Linked DNA regions of Oryzias latipes: region 2 is linked to region 1. A link is a contact called in public Hi-C data. All regions are on one chromosome and are shown on one strand. Each heading gives the region's core, a stretch centred on a gene start, on an enhancer-like site or on the middle of the called end of the contact. The rest is flanking DNA. Distances are from core to core; before and after follow the strand shown. Region 1 overlaps LOC101162314 (DNA-binding protein inhibitor ID-4). Region 2 holds the start of LOC101162865 (neurocalcin-delta A).

Region 1 (5,234 bases), core at 448-2,947:
TTTGCACTCCTGATATACTTTGCTGCATTCATACGTCAACACACAGTTTCTACTTTCTTGTTCTTAGCTTGCACATCCTGTGTGTCTCTGCCATAATCAGTGCAGCGTTTTGCAAATAATCCCTGTTGAGTGTGTGACAGAAGTGGAGCAGCAGGACAGAGATTCATGTGGATTCTGCTGTTATTTTCCAACAGACTGAGTCGAAAAGTTCGGAGTTCATTTAGCTGCAGTCTTCCTCTCCAAGTGTGCACTCAGGTCCAGATCGTGGGAAAGCATCACATCCAGTTTGATAAGGAGGCCAAACTGCATTGCTCTGCCTGTTTTCCACTCTCAATCGATACAGTAGGCATGTCGGCCCCATGAGCGGTCCTGCGTAAATGCCTCTTTCAGCACGTTATCGCTGGCATCAGATCCAGGGAGACGACTGAGATGAAACTGAAGCCAAATGTTTGCACAGATGTGCATTTTCTGAAGGTGCATCAGTCAGTTTTCTCCAGGACCATGTGATGTGTCACAGAATTCTGTTTCAGTATCCCTTTTCCACCAGAGCTCAACTCTAATGACTGCAACCAAAAAACAAGGGACATGTTGTTTTCCTCGTGGAAGGAGGAGGATCCACAATTTAGAGCGACTCAGTGTGACACAAACGCGTGAAGTGAGGACGCTCGCCACCATCTCTGCCTTGAATTAACCTTCTGCATATGTTAAGCTGCAATAACAGGTTTAGCTATGGTGTCTCGCCTCGTTCTCCTTCTGATTTAACTCCACATTACAGAGTTCCGCGGGGGCCCATATCCCTGCGTGTTAATCACTGCTCTTCCTGCCGCACACAGAAATATATGGCGACTGCTTGCAGAGGAACAGTGGAGGACAAAAACGTGCTCGCTCTTGGACACTACTTGATTACAGACTAATTGGTCTAGAGTGATTAAATATCTCATGCTTCTTGCTAATTGCAGCTATTTAAAGCAGCTATTAGCTTAAAATGCCTGCCGCCAACAGCCGTTTACTCATAAACAAAATGGGAGATGCAGCAGTTCATCTGTACCTCTCAGACAGCTCTGTACTGTGAAACTGCTCAGAGCGTCCCACATATTTAACCTGCCATGTTTTACGCAGGAGGCCAATACTGGATCTGAATCCTTATGTTTCCTTCGTGGGGAATTCAGATAAACTGCAGATGAACCTTTTTCTTTTTTCTTTTTGTATATTCTGTATTCAAACCAACTTTTATTGAGAGCTGATTTATGACACCGTTCGGAATAATTGTGTGCAACTTTTTGTCGGTACATTTTTTTGGGCTCAAAAAGAAAAAAGCAACAAAAAACAATTAATTCTTCTTTATTTTAATTTAGCCCCCTCCTTTGGCTCATTTTAAATCACTTGGGGGGGAAAAAGACAAACAGACTGTCAGATTCAAGCCTGAAGCAGCAATCAGAGCAGCTCAGGACAGTGAATGTGTGTACGCCCTCCAGCTAGGCTTCAGCCACAGCCTCTTTCATGACAACGAACCACAACAGCGGGAGTGAAAAAGAGGAAAAGGACAAAAGCTGCCACGAAAGGAAGAGTGGGGTTAAAGCGAGGGGGGGTGGGGGGTGAGGAGGGAGGACTTGGCATCACCCATGCCAGCCAGGCTCCCAAGAGACGAACGATGAATTACTGAAATGAGATCTCAGACAAACACCAAGCTGTTCGGCAGGACGCCACCCCCTCCACCGCGGGACACGGTGATTAGCGAGGGGGAACCAGGGGTCTGCCAAGCCCTTAAAGGATCTGTGTGTGTGCGCAGGGGCGTGTGCATGTGAGGGTGGCACCGGGACAACAACCATGTCACAGAACATGACCCTGAGGTGCAGCCATCAGAAGGGCAATATGGCGTTAAATACCGCTGCTGCATCAGAGCGGAAGGGCTCCAACTGCCTCCAATCAAACAGGTTTCTGTTCATCTAATCAGCTTAATTAACAGGGCTTCATTTACACGTCTTTGCCTCAAAAAGGAAACAAAGTGGCACGTTTGTGAGAGGAAACTGTCTTTTCAAGTCACGCGTGGACACATTTTGGCACGCTTTCCATCCAAATTCCCTGTTGCCTGTTTAAACCCACCTAACTGCTGCTGCCTATTGTTGATCCAGGCCTGCTGTGTATGCAAACATTCAACAAAATTACGCCTGAAATGTTAATTAAACAAAGCAAAAATATTCAATGGCTTTGCAGCATCAGAACAGCAAACATTTACGTTTCCAATCTGCAACATCCTGCATGAAGAGCAAAAATCATAGTTTTCCAGCCTCCCTCTGACACAAACATCTCAAAATTAGGGACTTCAGTGGCCTTTCAATCGTTCCTTTCCGCTTCCAAAGCAAAAGTCGCTGTCCACCTTCTTCAGACGCATCTTCAGTGCCGGCAGGGATGGACCAGCTGATTGGAAAACAAAAACCGCTGGTGGTTTCTGTCCTCCAGCATCTTTAAAAAGCTTCACTCAAAACCAGAGATGTTTTTCGGACTTTGATGAAGGAGACAAACAGAACATTAAGAGACTGAATTTCTGATGTTTAGAATTCTAATCTGACCAATCAGATTTCCACAGATGAATCTTTTCTCTAAATGGAAACACTAAGTGAAAATGGGATTTTTATTTCAGCTGCCGCCTGAGGAAAAACTGCCTCCCTGAACAGAAATCACATTGGTGCCTGAGATGAAAAATGAAGACAGTGAATAATTACTTTATTAATATTATATTTGGAAATAGAAAACTTTTATTTCACTGTGATGTTTCAGTTTCATATAGATTTAATAACCAGCTGTAATCATTTTGATTTGGATCATTTAAAATGTTAGGGAGTAAACCTTGAGCTCTTTGTGATTTTTGTCCGTCATCTCGTGCGATGAGAGCAGAGATTAAAATGAGATCATTTTATGCACTGACTGTAGTCTGCTAATATTTCTACATTGTGAAAAAAAACACTGAGCGCAAAACAAGATTTTTTTTGTCTGTAATTTTAAACTGTTGTGTACTGGATTGAGTCTATTCTGACACTTCAACTCATATCTTTGCTTCTGCCTTTCTCCATGCTAAACCCAGGAAGGAAATTTAAAATGCTTTTCATTGAAACATTATGAGATATTTTCACCCTATAATTCTAACTATATTCATTCCCATTCAATTATTTTAACGATTCTGCCACAAAAGTTTCTATAATAATTTTGCATAAGATCCGGTGTGTAAGCGCGTAGCCTCCATCTGATGAGCTGTGTGACTAAAGCGTGTTCATGTTTGACTGCAGGTCAACACTTTGGACCGCGGCCTGCTTCCTAACTGCTCATCAGATCAGGGGAACAGAGAGAAACTGCAGAGGAAGCCATCTCTGTGCAACATAGTGACTGTCAAAGCAACCAGCAAAGGAAGCAGCGACAAGCCAGTTATAGTAGACATACAAGCAAGTCTATTTTGTGTCGATGCAGCAAAAGACTCCTTTTAAACACACTAAAGCTGATAGAACAAGTTTAATTATATTATCTGTGAATCACCTCAGAAGCTGATTATTTTTCTTATTTCATTCATTTTACAATTTACAAATGGATTCTGTTTATGTTAAAGGTAAACTTGAAAATGGAGAACCTAAAAATTTTGGTGTAATGACAAATTAATGTGTAACATTTGGACGGAGGATGTGGGGGAAAATGTATTCACCTTACAGCAGCATGCAGTGTTAGTTGTTTCATTTAGGAGTACCACAGGGGTCACTGTTGGACATCTTTTGATCATGTCAGAGAAGAAGGGGAGGGCTTTAGGGCAAGAGGGTGACATGGGGGGAGGGGGTGCCGAGAGCAAGAAACAGAAACAGTGAAATGATTCATCAAAACAATTATGAAGAACCAATGTGTGATTTGACATCCACTGGTACGGTGTGTGGCATCCTGAAATATGCTGTTGAATTACTAAACGACGGCGACCCCCCCGCTATGCAGACCCAGCAGCCACTTCCCCCACATCCACATCCACCCCAAGAATAATTAAACCAGACTCAGGTACCGCTGGGGAACCGGTCATCCAGTGGGGAAAAAACTTAAATCTGGCTTTGTTATTGATAATATACTCATGTGATGAATTTGATTATTTATGCAATTTGATGAAACCAGAAAAAAAAAATACTATAAAACTCACACAAAATAAATTGTATCTGACTGGAAAATGCAGTAACACATGTCTAGAATACTAAAAAGAATACATTTGATATTAGGTAGCAAAAAGCAAATTAATAATCGCAACACATCATTTATCATCATGTGGTCAAACACTTTTCTGCGTGGTCTACAGATGTTTGATGAAAAATTACAGTTGCTTTCATCCATAAATTATTTTTTACAGAAAAATAACAACATTTTCTGTGATGTCCCGATCAGATTTACGGTTCTAACAGTTAGGATCAAACTTCACGTAATGTTGTAAAAAATATTAACTGTAAACTCATAGTCACAATCTTTAGTTTCTTTAGCTTTAAAACTCAAATTTTGCACACCTCGTTTTGTTTTTAAATGTGGAGGTAAGTCCAATAATTCATGTATAACCTCGATGATTGTCGAAACAGATTTCAATAAAAACTAAAAAAAATATGTTATCAATTGTAAACATGTTAAAGAACTCTACTGTGGATCTCTTTGCCTTTTTGCAGATGTGTTTGTGTGTGTCCTGGTTATGTGTTTGCAATATTCAATTCAAACATGCCAGACACTAAACTATACCTTTGCTATGTCTCCGGTTAACTCTCTATGTTAATATTTAAGTTAGAACAGAAAAACGGATTATTTGCTTTGAAGAAGGGAGGAATCACTGATTGGAATTTGTTTCCTCTAACTCATTTTCTGTTTTTTAGTTGATCAGCAACACATTTTAATTTAAATCTGAAAAAAAAAAAAAAATTAGAAAACTCAAATTAGAAAAACATCAAAGTATAAACTGGTTACTTGAGGGTAAGGGTGAGAATTTGAAAATGTTTCTCCAAAGACCCACTCTAATACAAATTGTGTTTTTGGTGTTTTTAACATGTTTGTGTAGCATTTTTCTGTTGATGGAGGACATATGTAAATAACACAAGCTTAAAACTGTATTTTCTGAGTATTTCTGTATTCAAATCACTGAATCAGGAGCAAAACAAAATTCCATTTGATAAAAAAGTTTGTGACGTTCAAAAATACTCTATCCTGAGCCCTTTGGATACGGATGGGAAGTTGGG
Region 2 (5,260 bases), core at 26-2,525, 61 kb after region 1:
AATATTTGACCTTTTATGTTAAGCTAGATTAAATGTTGACAGAGGTTTTCTTTTCCCAGACAGGCATTTTTTCATTTTATTTCTGGTCTTCAAATGCAAATTTAACAGTACTTCATCTTCTAAATCCATTTTGTCCGTTTTGGGGTCACGGGGCTGCTGGAGCCTATCCCACTTGTGCGCGAAGGCACGGGACCTCCTGGACAGGTCGCCAGTCTGTAGCAGGGCCACAATCACACACCCATTCACACTCACACTCACACCTAGAAACAATTTAGAATAACCAATAAACCTATGAAGCATGTTTTTAGACGGTGGGAGGAAGCTGGAGTCCCCAGGAAAAAAACATGCATGCACAGGAAGAACATGCAAACTCCACACAGAAAAGTCCCCCATTGGTGTTCTTTGAACTGGCAAGAGCGCTAACCACTGCTCCACTGTGCAGCCCATTCACAGTATTGTTGTTTTAACCCTTGTGCTATCTTAGATGACCCCACCCTTACTTTGACGTGTTATTCTTACCATGACAAAGGTGGATAAAGGTGGAAAGAGTTCATGTAATCCATGGACACCAGTGAAGATCACAAATCACTAAATAAAAAGGGTCAGGGCACTGTCTAGTGGGTCTAGATGACCCAACTCCCAACGTTAAATTGCCTATGATAGCACAAGGGTTACAAAGAGAAAAAAAGGTCTTTGGATATATTTATGAAATATGTAAAGAAATGAAAAAGTATGCTATTGCAAAAAAAAATCAATTAAATAATTATTTGCATTTAATATCATTATCAGGGTTCAAAGAACGCAGGCTGAATGCTGGCCCCACACATTTACACATCACTAAATCTGGTCTTCTTTGCCAAAAGTTAGAACACCTCTGATGTAGAGACTCTGCCTGTCTGACTGTTTTATTACCACTTACTTTATTTTACATCCAGAAATGGCATTTTTATCATCTGTCCACTGGGCGGCGCAAAGAATCAACGGTAGAAAATAACGTCACGCAGATCGTGCCTGAAGAAGAGCATCAGACAGAGCCTCACTCTGCTTTTTATTCCAGCCAACTACAATTTATGTGAACACGAAAACATATATTAATAACCCCAAAAAATCTAAGCTCTGACAGACAAATAAAAAAGGAGTTTTGTTATCTAATAATGCAAATGTTACGGATAATGGGTATTCGTTGTCGCTGTTTTTCTTGTTTGAGCAGTAACGCATTTTTTAAACACGAGTCACCCCTCTTCCCGCGCAGAACGTTTACTGTGCGTTCCTCTGCACGCACTGACACTTGTGGGTGCGTGAAGCGTAGCGCTGGTCATCAGTTTGCTGATTTCCAGGTGAACGAAGAGCCGCGGCGTCCTCCCCGACAGGCAAACGGCTGCAGGTGAGCAGCGTGTCTCCGTCCGAACCGCTATTGTCGCATTTACGGCTGCTGGGACAAACCAGTGTCGAACCACTTGAAGAAGTTGCAACTGTAAAACGAAAGCGGCCGTAAAAACACGGTTGTTGGTTGATTCCGTCTACCCTGACAGACAGAGCATCCTGGTGGACAGCCGTCAACTTCCACTAACCCTGCACGTGAGCTGACGAAGCCAGGTGTGTTTTACTTTAACACACCGTGGTAATACATGTTACTACACTGACACATTTGCACACATTTGGCTCGTTCTTCAGAGCTTTGGTGAATTCACCTCTGAAAGCATCGAGTCTTTGAGAGGCATTTTCTGCTGGGTGAAGGTGGAGGGGGTTTGCAGGTAAAGCCCGAGGTCCCAGGTCATCCCTGCAGCCAGATGTTGAGCCTGAGGTCACAGGTCATTCCTGCAGCCAGATGTTGAGCTTAAGGTCACAGGTCATCCCTGCAGGCAGATGTTGAGCCTGAGGTCACAGGTCATTCCTGCAGCCAGATGTTGAGCTTAAGGTCACAGGTCATCCCTGCAGCCAGATGTTGAGCCTGAGGTCACAGGTCTTTCCTGCAGCCAGATGTTGAGCTTAAGGTCACAGGTCATCCCTGCAGGCAGATGTTGAGCTTAAGGTCACAGGTCATCCCTGCAGGCAGATGTTGAGCTTAAGGTCACAGGTCATCCCTGCAGCCAGATGTTGAGCCTGAGGTCACAGGTCTTTCCTGCAGCCAGATGTTGAGCTTAAGGTCACAGGTCATCCCTGCAGGCAGATGTTGAGCCTGAGGTCACAGGTCATTCCTGCAGCCAGATGTTGAGCTTAAGGTCACAGGTCATCCCTGCAGCCAGATGTTGAGCCTGAGGTCACAGGTCTTTCCTGCAGCCAGATGTTGAGCTTAAGGTCACAGGTCATCCCTGCAGGCAGATGTTGAGCTTAAGGTCACAGGTCATCCCTGCAGCCAGATGTTGAGCCTGAGGTCACAGGTCTTTCCTGCAGCCAGATGTTGAGCTTAAGGTCACAGGTCATCCCTGCAGGCAGATGTTGAGCCTGAGGTCACAGGTCATTCCTGCAGCCAGATGTTGAGCTTAAGGTCACAGGTCATCCCTGCAGCCAGATGTTGAGCCTGAGGTCACAGGTCTTTCCTGCAGCCAGATGTTGAGCTTAAGGTCACAGGTCATCCCTGCAGGCAGATGTTGAGCTTAAGGTCACAGGTCATCCCTGCAGGCAGATGTTGAGCTTAAGGTCACAGGTCATCCCTGCAGCCAGATGTTGAGCCTGAGGTCACAGGTCTTTCCTGCAGCCAGATGTTGAGCTTAAGGTCACAGGTCATCCCTGCAGGCAGATGTTGAGCTTAAGGTCACAGGTCATCCCTGCAGCCAGATGTTGAGCCTGAGTTCACAGGTCATCCCTGCAGGCAGATGTTGAGCCTGAGGTCACAGGTCATTCCTGCAGCCAGATGTTGAGCCTGAGGTCACAGGTCATCCCTGCAGCCAGATGCAGAAATGTCACATTTGTTCTCTTTACACAGACAGATACAGCTGCAGCAGGTAGACTCCAGTCAACAATAGAGGAAGTACAGAAGAATCTGCTCTGACCACCAGGGAGCACTGACAGCTCAGAAAGTCCAGACCTCTTTGGGTTCATCTGGTTGCTACAGCATTAGCCAGAGGAAAAACGTAAACTTACTGTTGTGGATAAAATGATCAGAACTGATTAAACCTAAGAAATCACAATAAAACTTATTGTCCTGCTGTCAAACAGATTATTGATATGATCATTTTCATCAACGTTATTCAGAATAGATTTGCAGGATTCATTTCATCTTAAATTGACTTCGACAATAGCTTGCTGTCATTTGTTTTTTTAAATATTATTTTTTTAAACGTTTAATCAGGATTGTGTAGCCTTGCTACAGACTGCTGACCTGTCCAGAGTGTACCCCACCCTCGCCCAACAGTAGCCGGGATAGGCTCCGGCATCCCCGTGACCCCTAAAGAGATACAGTGAGTTAAGAAAATTGATAGATGGAACATTTAATCAGACAAGCATCTCCAACTCTGATAGAAGTTGAGAGGAAATAATACATTTGTTATGTGACAGCAGGAGAGTTTTTGTGAAATGTCCCTGTTCTTTTCACCTCTCGATCTGGTACTGGCTGCTCGGTGACAGCTGGCTTAGCATCATCGGAGCGAGCAGGGAAGCTCTCGTGCTGACGGCCTGCTTTGGGTTCCTCAGTGAAGCGTGTGTGATTGGTCCGTTACCTGCTCCTGTCAGCAGACAGGCAGGTCAACAAGTAAGACGAATTTTGAAAATGTAATGCCTGCTTAAAGTACTTTAATCTTTTTTCAGGATAAACTTTATTTATGCAGCAAGAACAGAAAAACCTGACTTTTAGCTTGTGTGCCAGAAGCAATATTAATATCAGGGGCGGAGCTACAGGGGGAGACAAAAAGCGTTGCCCCCCCCCCATTTTGAGTCACTAATAGTATCAGCATTTTATTTTACCAAAAAAGACTTCATCACTATCAGAAATGGTCTAAGAAGCTCTCAGATCAAAAAAAAGTTGCAAGAGGAACCGCATAAATGTACCTGCTGATAAGAGCAGTGTATCTGTATGTATATCTTAACATCAATGTATTGTTGAGATGAATAACTAACAAAAATCCAGATCAGCTGGATCTCTGCCTAACAGTTACAGAAGCAGACCTCCCTCTGTCACATTTGGTGTCACAGACATGAGGTCTGATAAGCTATTGCTCCACCCAGTTACACCCCAAGCCCCACCCTCTGTTCTCCAGTTGGAAGTTAACCTTGAAATATCAAATGTTACAGTTTCTCAAGTGGCCACTGGAGGCTGGTTCCAAAGTTAGGCAGTTTCTCCTCAGCTGTCATGTTAAAAGTCCAGTTTTACAGCAAAAGGACCCCCATTCACAACCCAGACCTTATTTTCAATTCAATTTGAAATTGTATAGCCCAAATTCACAACAACAGTCGGCTTCGTATAAATTAAAAAGTTAAACATAAAATCAAAAGGATCATGAATACATAGAATATAATAGGTAAATACTAAATTAAACAAACAAACGGACTATACTAAACTGGACATCCCTGCCCTTAGACCCCCCTTCGCGGTAAGGAAAAACTAAAAAAAATGGATCCCGAAAAAAACCAAGAAACCTCAGGGGTGCCCACATGAAGGAGGGATCCTCCCCCAGGACGGACGGGCGATTTACCAGAACTCATAGAGAAGAACTAACTCATCTAACCCTACAACTACAAAGTCCAGCAGACGAGCTTCATCCAGATGGAGTTGGGGGGACGGTCGGGGGCGCGAGTCGAGCCGGAGACAGGAACCACAGCCAGGTGTAGGAGCAGTAGTAGAGGCGAGCCAGAGACGAGGTACAGGAACACGGATGAGCCAACTGCAATCTGGAAGCACTCCCACGGTTGTGATGGAAACCATGGGTTGTGATGGAATCTTCACATTTTAGATTTTTCTGACTGTATTCACTTCTTATTCACAATTTTCTAGATTTTCAAAATGTCGTACTATATAAAGCAGCTCATGTCTGAAGTATGTGGTGGGAACTCTAATAAGCAGGTGTTGGGAGTGTTTGATTGGGGTTTGTGTGATTGACAGCTTTCTCTGATGATTGTGTAACCAATAGATAGTTGGTTTTCTTCTTTCTCTGGGATCTGACCGCAATAAGAAAGCTTCAAGAATAAGCAGATTATTACCTCTGAATTACCATTGTCCTAACAACAGACATTTTACACTTCAATCACAGCAAACAAAATCCTTTAGGATTACTGGACGGCCCAAATGTTAGTGCTGAGCAGAATGACAGCTGAAGTTCAACCA

The links. Hi-C and Micro-C count contacts between places; a contact is called where the count stands out from the background.
Region 2: a Hi-C map of embryo shows a contact between it and region 1, with 2.1 times the contacts expected there. The contact joins the promoter of LOC101162865 here to the enhancer-like site in region 1. A contact is called at or near these places in 3 of 5 Hi-C or Micro-C datasets (embryo and fibroblasts).

The regions. Positions count from the first base shown.
Region 1 is chr16:5,732,759-5,737,992 of ASM223467v1, forward strand. LOC101162314 (DNA-binding protein inhibitor ID-4) reads left to right here. Exons shown (of 3, transcript XM_004077612.4): 3 at 3,285-4,920. Among protein-coding and RNA genes, the nearest start is that of LOC101162314, 7.8 kb to the left of the region's middle. Within about 2 kb of position 1,698, at least 2 of the 8 cell types and tissues checked have an H3K27ac peak or open chromatin away from gene starts, as enhancers often do. A contact at or near this core is called in embryo, where this site is marked.
Region 2 is chr16:5,794,211-5,799,470 of ASM223467v1, forward strand. It overlaps LOC101162865 (neurocalcin-delta A), which reads left to right and starts at 1,276. Exons shown (of 6, transcript XM_011484877.3): 1 at 1,276-1,384.